2 separate regions of the Zea mays genome follow, and region 2 is linked to region 1. Evidence: chromatin contacts called from public Hi-C data. All regions are on one chromosome and are shown on one strand. Each heading gives the region's core, a stretch centred on a gene start, on an enhancer-like site or on the middle of the called end of the contact. The rest is flanking DNA. Distances are from core to core; before and after follow the strand shown. Region 1 holds the start of LOC103639350 (transcription initiation factor IIF subunit alpha). Region 2 holds the start of LOC100274815.

Evidence for each region. A called contact is a pair of places that touch in the nucleus more often than the background predicts.
Region 2: a Hi-C map of endosperm shows a contact between it and region 1, with 2.4 times the contacts expected there. The contact joins the promoter of LOC100274815 here to the promoter of LOC103639350 in region 1. A contact is called at or near these places in 2 of 25 Hi-C or Micro-C datasets (endosperm and tassel).

Annotation. Positions count from the first base shown.
Region 1 is chr9:148,413,656-148,419,064 of Zm-B73-REFERENCE-NAM-5.0, forward strand. It overlaps LOC103639350 (transcription initiation factor IIF subunit alpha), which reads left to right and starts at 3,298. Exons shown (of 9, transcript XM_008662113.3): 1 at 3,298-3,845; 2 at 3,994-4,158; 3 at 4,483-4,628; 4 at 4,853-5,223. The coding sequence starts at 3,600. It overlaps LOC100281549 (serine palmitoyltransferase 1), which reads left to right. Exons shown (of 13, transcript NM_001154468.2): 11 at 1-113; 12 at 438-565; 13 at 655-1,051. The coding sequence ends at 831.
Region 2 is chr9:148,770,538-148,775,946 of Zm-B73-REFERENCE-NAM-5.0, forward strand. LOC100274815 reads right to left here and starts at 2,012. Exons shown (of 4, transcript NM_001349177.1): 1 at 1,403-2,012; 2 at 464-1,289. The coding sequence starts at 1,464.

The sequences.
Region 1 (5,409 bases), core at 2,048-4,547:
TGCATCTCTGCCACCTTATCTTGCCAGTGCTGCTGTTTCTGCCGTTAACTATCTTGAGGAAAATCCCTCAGTTCTTGCAAACCTAAGGAGCAATATTGCTCTTTTGCATAAAGGTAAGCTGATTCTATTGTCAGTTAACTATTTCTTAGAGCAGAGCGTACTTATTTGTTCTTTTTTCTGGGTTAATATGGAAAAATATGGGCATAACACCGAGGCCACTACCTAACTGTAAACTTTTGAAGTATATAGAAGCCACAGTGAATTGCAGTACAACTTATTTTCCCTCTGAGCTCTAGGTTCCTATACCAGGGAAATATAATTAAGTCGTGAATCAAATACAAGCCATAACTACTGTGTTCATGCACAACACGATTTCCAACTTACAATGTAACGGACTGGTGGCCACCATCTCAACACTCTTTGTATTCACTCTGCAGAACTATCAGATACTCCAGGGCTTGAAATTTCCAGCCATGTTCTGTCACCTATCGTCTTCCTTAAGCTGAAGAAGTCGACTGGTTCTCCTACCACTGATCTAGACCTTCTTGAAACTATTGCTGACAAGGTAAGTTCGGATCAATTTCTAATAAAATTTCAAGGTGCAGTTTATATGACTTTTCGCAAGCAACTGTTTACACATTCTTTCCCCAACAGGCCTTGAAGGAAGACTCAGTTTTCGTTGTGACATCAAAGAAATCAAATCTGGATAGGTGCAAACTTCCCATTGGAATCCGCCTGTTTGTATCAGCTGGCCATACTGAATTAGACATCTCCAGGCTTTCCTCATCCTTGAAGAGGGTTTCTGCATCGGTTCTTTCAGATTACTTTTGATCCACATCGGATTCCCTTAAGACGAAAGCCATCCATTTTCTACGCGCTTTGTACTCTAGGCCGTGTGTGTTTGGTAAATGTACATAACCTGTACATTTCTACATGTTATGAATTGACCTTGTTGCAAAATAAAATTTTGTAGAATGGTTATACTCCCTCCGTTCTTTTTTATTTGTTGCGTTTTAGTTCAAAAATCAACTAGCGAGCAACAAATATTCGAGAACGGAGGTATTATGTTGAAGTATAGTGCGTTTGTGCTGTACATCTTGCTCTTTTCCATGTAGTGATGATTTCCCTGAATCCACATACGAGCTTGTTCTCTTTTTTATCGGAAGATGAACGGACTTACTTTTAAACAAATACAACACCCACCTTTGTTGTGTTGTTAGTTGACTCATTTGAATCCACAAACAAGCATGTTCATGCACATTTCTTATTACTATATAAAGCATCAGTTTTCAGTCTTGCTGTCACCTTTCTCCTTTCTGTTTTATACAAAAATAAGATAAAATTATACACAAGTAGATTTTAAACCTTGATTGTTGGCTCCTATTCACACTCACCAACCAATATAAACATATATTTTATATTTATTAAAATAAAGTCTAACCATACAAAATTCTCATTCAAAATTCTCATTGGAACTTGTCCATACATATATCGTCTCATATACCATCTGATTGGTTGCCTATATCCTTGTAACCATCAAAATTTTATTGGAACTTGTCCATACATATACCATCTGATTGGTTGTCCGTATCGTCTTATTCTGAACCACCGCATATGTTAACTTTATTTGAAATTATAGTTGGTTATCTGGGTATGAGAAACGTGGGCCACATAAGCAGATGAAGATAAGTTTTTTTGGTTGTATATACCGATACAACTAAATGGTGCGTATCGAGCTAGCCACCCTCCTGTCCACCCTCTCGAACCCGTGCACGAGTGCGCGGACATCCAATCAGCTCCATAAGCTCATCACAAACCTCTTGCTAAATATTTTTGGATTAAAATATACTTTAATTGTCTAAATATCTAAGATCGCATAACACAATTCGCTACAAAGCCGTTATAAAAGATCCAAATCCCGTATCGATCACTGAAAAATGTTATCGTGGCTTTTACGTCACCGTTTCATTTTTCTTACGTTTTTTCTACGCTACTGTCGTCTATTTTAGCTAAAACAACATAACATGAGTACGAAATATTATTTGTTATTTTACTTATGTTGTTCCTAGGGCCGTACTTAAGGGGGTCTAGCTGGGCGGCCGTCCAGGGCCCTCAAAATATTAGGGCCCTCAACAGTAGCGAAGCTAGCAAATATTTTATCGGGGTCATCAGTATTAACTACTGGATCTTTACTATAGAACTTTTGTTATTAACACCGTTTTCTTTTAGATATTCAAAAAATTACCGGGGTCGGCTGACCCCAAAATAAGGGCTGACTCCGCCCCTGGCCCTCAAGTATATACTTAAGTATAGTATTTGGTTATTTAATTTTTCTAAACAGTGTTCGTTCGGTTCAATCGTCCAATGCTAAGCGAGTAGCTTAGCCTCTGATGTCTTGCTAACATCCAAAAAACATAATTTATGTGGCGGTGCAGCCACCATGTCGCCAAAGGACTAGATAGCCTGGACATGACTACAAACGTCAGGACACGCTGTCGACGATCGACCTTCACATATACACATATGCGTGTACCATAGACAAGACAAGAGCTAGCTAATTGTGTTTGCCATTAGGTCCATCAAAATATGTGTTTATAATTATACAAATGCACATATATAGCCCCGTTTCGTTCCTAAAACTAAATTTTAGTGCAGGTCACATTGGATGTTTGGATGTTAGTAAGAAATATTAAATATAGTCTAATTATAAAAGTAATTGCACAAATAGGAACTAAACGATAAGACAGAGCTACTAAACCTAATTGGTTTATAATTTGCTCATATGATGCTACAATAAACATTTGCTAATCATTGATTAATTAGAATTAATAAATTTATTTTGTCGCTTAGTCTTTAACTATACAATTAGTTTTATAATTAGACTATATTTAATATTTATAATAATCATTTAAACATCTAATATAACATACGCTAAATTTTAGTTCATATACTACGTGATTGGTTGCAGTGCCAATGCGAGCCATGCTCGCGCCGGCCTGGGCGACCGGGGAAGCTCCTCTCCTGTGTCTCCGCGCGTGCAGGCTGAGGGCTGGAAAAACGTCTGGCCTGCTTCCGCGCGTGCAGGCTGCGTCCGGATGGCACAGACAACCAATCACATACCCGTTCATGGTCAATGCACACAACAGACCTGTGTCTGGCTATCCGAGCAACCAATCACACCCATAACCTCGTAGTTAGCCCAGGGTTCCCGAAATCTCAGGCACGGCCCTGTTGTTCCATCCTCCTGTTTCACTCTTCCCATGTCTCCTCTCTTCTCGCGTAGTGGTTGCCAATGAAAACCGAAAACAGTCCATACTGATTTGTTCCCCGTGAACGAGCCATGAATGTGAGTCGGTGATGATTTCGGTTTCCTAGGGGCCTAGCCCATCATTAGCACACGGCCCGACGACACCTTCCGCGGGTTGTAAAACTTGGAAAGGCCCACGTGAACGCACCGTGGGCAGCGTTCCGTCCCCGCCCCATGCGATGCCGGAAACGAACCAAACGAGAAAGTAGAAACCACTAAACCACCAGTTCTTGCCGTTTTCGACCCCAGCCGTTAAAAGCGCCACGCGTGACGCGCCCACGCCGCCTTCCACATGGCCTCAAACCAAACGAACCAAACCCTACGTAGCGAGCACACCGCGGGCGGCGGCATAAGCATGGGGAGCGTCGCGCCCGCCGAACTGGTCCTGAAGGCGGCGTGCGAGCGCTGCGGTGCAGCGTCGGGACTCTACGCGACGTCGTGCCGGCACACCACGCTCTGCTCCGACTGTGGCATGACCTTGGCGCTCGCCCGCGGGCGTTGCACCGTGTGCAGCGCCCCCGTTACCAGGCTCATCCGGGTACGGTACGGCCCCGCGCCGTCTCTAATGCGAGATATCATCTAATGCAGTTCCTCGTTGGCAATCGGGCGAGCAATGCAGATGCAGCTATCTGCGTATCGTTTGTTCCCCCGGTGATTTCTCGTTATTCACACCGCTCGCTCTGCAGGAGTACGATGTCCGGGTGGATACCTCCGCGGAGAAGGAGAAGACCCACTACATCGGCAGGTTCACCACCGGCTTGCCGCCCTTATCGAATGAGAGGAGCGCAGGGAATAGATGGACTCTTCGCAAGGATGTCCCCCATGGACAGCAGCTTACTGGGAATATGCGGGTACTGGCTTGATGATCATAGTTGCCATTCTTTTGCTTTGGACGACCTGACAATTCTGTCACCCAATTAGTGTCCTTAACCATACATAGAAAACAGTGTTACAATGGTGAACCTGAGTAAATTCTAATTATCCACAATCAATCTAAATAACACAATAGTTACTGCAAAGTAGTTATGCTTTATCAGACATCTCGTATCAGTTGCAAATTGGCAGTATGCAGTTGACAAATATGTATTGCTAGAAGATATCTGTTCAATAGCAACTTACGGACAATAAGCTGATGTTTCCCCTGTTAAACCATGTGCACGCATTTGATAAAACAGGACAAGCACTACAGCAAGATGCCATGGATTCTGGAGGATGAGACGGGGGAACATCAGTATCAGGGCCAAACTGAGGATCCACCTGCCACATACTATTCGCTTACGCAAAAAGGCAATGACATGATTGCTGTTCAAGTTGGTTCCTGGTACTATACTCTCTGCTTCCCTCTGTTGTTATTAGTCTTCAAATGAATATATCCATCATCTGAACATACATGCTTGCAAGATTCAAGTACGTTAAATTGTATATATTTCATCAAGTCTTGGCATTACTAATTGTGTGTCAGTAAGCTCCTAGTATAATTTCTTTTGAGATGAGTGCTCTCTTAATTTTGTTAGAGCGTTCTTACAGTCTCTCATGCCCTATCAGGTACAACTTCAGTAAAATTGCACAGTACAAACAGCTGACCTTGGAAGAAGCTGAAGAGAAAATGAATAGAAGGAGAAGCAGTGCATCTGGGTATGAACGATGGATGATGAAGGCAGCTACAAATGGACCTGATGCCTTTAGTTCAGTTGTGAAGAGGCTTGATGATGTAAATAGAGGGGCAACAAACGGTGTTCACCCCAAGAAAGGAGATAGGAATGAGAATGGAAATCAATCTGACAAAGTTGATGACAAAGAAGAAGAGGGAGCTGCAAGGAAAAACAGGCTTGGGCTTACTATGAAGGACATGGGCGAGGATTATGAGGATAGTGGAAACGACATAGAATTTGATTTGGATGATGAAATTGAGAAAGGTGTATACATATCAAATACTACCCGGAAGAATGAGTATTACTTTTGCTAATACTGAGATTTCATGAATTTCTGCATGCACTATAAGGCACATATTTTATTGTTATTCCTCAGAACTAGTCATAGTTTCACACCTGGAAGAATGAAAAGACTGTATGCCATGTTTCCATACCCATATTCTCGGACTT
Region 2 (5,409 bases), core at 762-3,261, 360 kb after region 1:
CAGCACCGTAGCAGCAATTTTGATCAGTTTTGCAGAATATAGTGCTTAGTACTATTAATTATGCAGTCGTGATTATGACGCGGTACAATTTTGAAGCAGAATAATCTAGCGATGCAAATGCAAATGAAACTAAAGTTAAACCTTCCGTTTTAAAATGCCAAAACTCAGAAAATTCAGTAAAAGGGAATTTTCATGAACAAAACTCAAGCATACACACACAACAGTCACAATCAAAGCAACCAAAAGGTAAAAGTGGAGTAAAAGTGAGAGAAAAGTTTACAGAAATGTCCTACCCGCTCCTAATGCAGTGAGTTACTATGGAAACGTCGAGATTCCTGGCAGGAATTCCTCCAGCTCAAGAACTCAGCGCGACAAAAATTCAGTAATGGCGGCCCTAGATTCAGTAATAGCAGGAAAGAAATCTTTGGGGATCAGCCGAGAAAGAAACGCCTAGAAGCTTCACCTGGCGGGCGTGATCGTCGTCTGTGTGGAACGTGCCGTGGTACACCACGTAATCCAAGTCTGTCAAGGTGCAGACGACGTCGAAGAGCAGCTTGGGCCGGTCGCGGCAGCTCACTGTCACCACCGAGTACCCCCTCTCCACCCAATCCTGCACGGCGACCGCTGTGGGCGTGGGCGCCTCCGCCTCCGACTCCGCCCGGTCGGCGCGGCTCCCGGCCTCCCCGTCCTCGTTGAGAAGCTGGTGGAGCCTCCGGTCCATGTTGACGGCGGAGGCGTCTGCCCGGACCATCCTCGCGCCGAGCGCGCCGCCGCGGAGGACGTGCCGGAGCCTGGACTCCACGCGCCTGACCCGCGCCGCGTCGTCGATCGGCGAGCCGGTCTCCTCGTCGCGCACGAACACGAGCGCGGCGACGCGGCCGGCGTGCGTCCAGGCCCTGGCGTCGACGGTGCCGCAGCGGAGGTCGTGCAGCACGGCGAAGACCTCGGAGAGGAGGCCCGGGCGGTCGGCGCCGACGAGCTCGAGCAGGGTGGGCGTCCCGGCCCCCGCGGCGGCGGGCGGCGGGCGGGGCGGCAATGCGTCGGCGGAGAGCGAGGACTCGAGGCGCGCCAGCAGGGCGCCGGCGTCGGCCACCTTGCCGCCCGCGGCGTCGACGACGTGGAAGACGTCCATGAACCAGCGGCCGTCGTCGGAGGAGATGTAGCCTTTGCGGACGCAGACGCCGTGGTCGGACAGGGCCGCCACCGCGTCGAGCAGCACGCCGTGCTTCCTCGCGCTGTGCACCTGCACCAGCGTCGCCGTCGCGCACGCGCCGTTGTCCACCACCACCCTGCGGCGGCATCGCAGACCGATCAGTGACCGCTCCATCGAAGGATGCATCGAAGAAAGAGAACCGCAGGGGGGAAAAAGAATAGGTGGAATTGGCCTCCCGGCCTCCCTTACCTCGGGTTGTTCATGTGGCGCACGAAGAGCTCGTACACCTCGGAGGGGTTGTACCGCTCCATCGCCGCCGGAACCCTCTCCCTGCCTCGGCCTCTCCTCCTCCTGTGCCCCGCTTCAGTTTTCCGCGACGCGGCGACGGTTCCCTTTGCCCCGGGGGGAGAGCGTTTCTTTCCTTTCCGTGAGGGGAGGCGGAGATCTCGTTTCGGTCGGAGGGGTCGTAGATTTGGTTGGGACTTGGGAGTGTCGCGGTGGTTCAAAATCGGGTGCTGGAACGGTGGGTTTTCGCTCTGGTCTGGGCTTGCTGCCGCTTGCCGAGCCGTTGTGTGGTCTGCGTCTTTGTGTGTGCGGGTGTGGGGATCGCCGGGGTTGTCTTGGTCAGCGTCCGGCTGAAATGGGCGCGCGAGACCCGGGATTTCACGCGATCTTTGCCTCCGATTGGTGGGAGTGGGTCGGGTCCGGGAGTCAAACGGCGGTCGCGGGCGAGGAGAGGACCCGGGCAAACGGAATTGTATGTGGGTGGGCTGCTAGGGGTTGGAGACTTGGACCGAACGAAACGGGTCCTGCCGGGAAGTTGTAATAAAAAAGTTTTTGCGCCACTGCTAGTACTGGTAGGGGGCTAGAGGCTGCTAGTACATGAGAAAGGAAGACGCTGCCCGGCTGCCGTGTGGAAAAAGCTTCCGGGATCCGGTGGGAATGTGATGACTCACTGGTGTTGTCCTGGGAGGGAGGTGGGGGATCGCCGCCCTCTGGCTGGCCCATGCGTGGTTGCCACGCCCGCGCGCGGCGCGGAGACCCCTTTTCGGATTCTTTCGTGCGTGTAGCCGTCTCCATACAGTACTCGGTAGTCGGTCGCTAAGCACTCAGCCTTGTGCAGTGTATATAATCTAGTTTAGTAGTTTTAGCATCAGACTATCCGCAGTCGTGACCTCTAAATTTTTGCTCCTATATCATTTTTTAGTCACATGATTAACATTTCACCCCCTAACTTTTTTCATCTCCTGCAACGGTTCCTCATATATTATCCCTCTATATCCCTACAACTATAAAATATAATTTTCTAACCCTATTCATCTTTTATTACTATTTTTTCAACTATTAAATAGAGAAACACTGTGCAAGGAGGCGCTACAATGCTCCCCTTAATCTGGGAGAGCGGCGCGGCCTCCCCTAGCGTTGTAGCACGTAGGAGGCTCCCTACGCGTATACAGTGCTAGGGGAAGGGGCATGGCGCGGCATACGATGCGGACGGCCTCACCCTTCTCCATTGGCCATCGGTTTTTATTATTGCGAGATGCTATCATACTTTCGAAACCTGGTTCGATGTGATCCCGTCTAGGCTAGAAAAAAAGCTCGAACTCGACTCATTATTTAGAATAAGTTCGAGTCGAGCTTATTTTCTAGATCGAGAAAAAAGCGAGTCAGCTCGGTTCGATTCGGCTCACAAGCTGACTTGTGGCTCGACCCAACAACAATTTATTACATAAAATTTCAATTAGTATGCTTATATGTAGTGTTAGTCTAAATAGACAATTAGTTTATGTTTTTTAAGATTACTAAAATTAACCTATTTTCTATATTATATTAGTAATATTTATATTACTAATTAAAATATGTTACTAAAATTATTTTTGATATTTTATATTATATTTTAGAGAGCGAGTTCATGTTTATGATCAGTCTCGTTGGCTCGGATGGTTGAGCCGAGCTCGTCTCGTTTCCATCCCTAATCTTGCCTTTTATCCGTGTTACCCTTCCCGGCTCAGCAGTCATATCTTAATAGCACCGACCGGGGTCAACCACCCCACGACCACCACGCAGTTCGTTTTAGATTAAATCTAGTTATTCGAACTGGTGCAGATTTAATTTGTATAGACAAAAAAAATTGTAGAAGTAGAAGAGCTCGTCCACACCTGCCACGCTGCCACACACACACAGCTTGCCTGCGCGAGCACACGTACTGAAATGCTGCATCACGATCGGATGTGCTGCTGGCCCGCTCCCACCGGACGGTGGTCCCGAGCAGCAGGCAGGCGGGCAGGAAGGCATCTATCTGCTGCGTATGTTCAGACGACTCCAGTGGCTGATGGGCCAGTGCCACCGCGCGTTCCTTCCCTGTTGCTTGCCGTCCAAGCCAACCATTACCTGGAACTGGGATCCGCAGGACAAGTTCCTTTTTTTTTCTCCCCCTTGCCTTGCACCTGTCCAAGCTACGCCAAAGAAACGCGCCCGGATTTCACTCGGTCAGAGAAGGAAAACCGCCAGTGCGTGAGCACAAATAGAAAAGACTAATAAACAACAGGTCAAGAATTCAAAAGGATAATAAAGAGACTACTACTACCCATGGCCACCACATGCTCTTTTCACGGGAGAAAGGATGGATGTGTCGGCGATCGGCGTTGATTAATCGAGGTTAGTTGGTTGGTGCCTAATCCATCCATCCACCAACAGTGGTGCCTCCGCTGCGAATCGAAAGGCGCATCGATCAACAACTAGCGGAGTTCTCCATCGGTTTTGCTCGATCGAGGAGATCGCCAGCTGCAGCGCGCGGCCGGGCTCTTTGGTTTACATTTTTTTTTTCCACCTGGGTTTGCTTGCGAGGGAAGCACAGACTTTTTGCCATATGGGGGTACAGCGGCGGGTACGAGAGATCTGGAGAGGTTGTGTCATATCATATAACTGGGGGCGTTTCAAGTACTACTACTAGCTAGCATGATCGACCTGCAGATCTATATCGTTTTGACAAATGCCGTCCTTTTCCGCACATGCCCTTTTGATTCCGCTTGCGCGATTTTCTCCCGTCCCCGGCCCGCAGAATCCTCTCAGGGTTAGTTCTACAAGGTCGCGACTTTTTTGTTTTTTGGATCGTGATGGGAGAACATCACACGTGACCGTTCTTGCAAAGTTACAGTACAGTAGTAGTACACGCATCGTCCGTTTTCGACGCCGATCGTCAGTTTTCGTCACGGTCTGTCTTGTACACTACCTGTACGTACAGATCATCAGGGCGAACACAGAGGATCCTTTTTTTTTTTTGTTGATTCTCATTCGTTTAATTTCCTTGGCCGACGATAGATTACCTAGTGCCGCACCTGGCGTTATTCAAGCAGTTTCGCTTGGCTTTAATCCGAATCTAACCGCCAGATTTTTATTATCCCAAATAAATGCAACACATACCACAGTACGGTACGGGCTAGGGAAAGAATGTGACCCGTGCGTGCGTGCGTACATCACTGTGGCTGCTAGGCTAGGCTACTGGATCACGTTGTCGAGACCACCCTATATATACTACGTAATCCATTCGCAACTTGCGGATCGGGACCACATGGCCACGTACAGGCGGCACACACGAGAAAACGACCGGTGTCCCGCCCCACGGCACGTCGTCGGCACCGTGAAACGCGCCCCATTGGATGGCGCCCGCCGGCCAGCAGATCTGTGCGTCGTTGCGTGCGACGGCAACACGGCCCTACCGGCTGCGGTCCGACGCGAACACTCGCGCGGCGGCGGCGGCGGCGGCACTGGCACCAGGCGCTCCGTTGGTCACAACACACACAGGTCACGTCTCGCCGGCCCAATGGAACGCCGGTGCTTTGCTGTCGAAACGCGACGCGCTCGATCGGCTTGGTCCTCGCCCTGTCCTCCTCCGTGAACAGGACAACAATTCTGTGTGTATTGTTGTGCGGGGCGCCACCCGATTGGCCGTTGCGGCGACGTGGCTAGGGTCGGGCGGCAGGCATGTGCCGAGCGCCAGCGGCGGTCGAGCCATGTGACGGCGGTCGGGACCGGGGAGCCGGGAGAGTGTGACGGATCGCGTCGTTCCGTGGATTAATTTGACACCGAGAGCGTCGCCGTGACTCGCTCCCGCAAGACTCGTTTCCCCGCATCATCATCTCATCTGGATGCGGCAGGATCGAGCGAAAGCGACAGTGCCCGGTACTGATGCGCGGCGCTGGCTGGGTTACTAATGATTCTCTGAGGTGAGCGCGAACATGATCCTCCTCATCCTC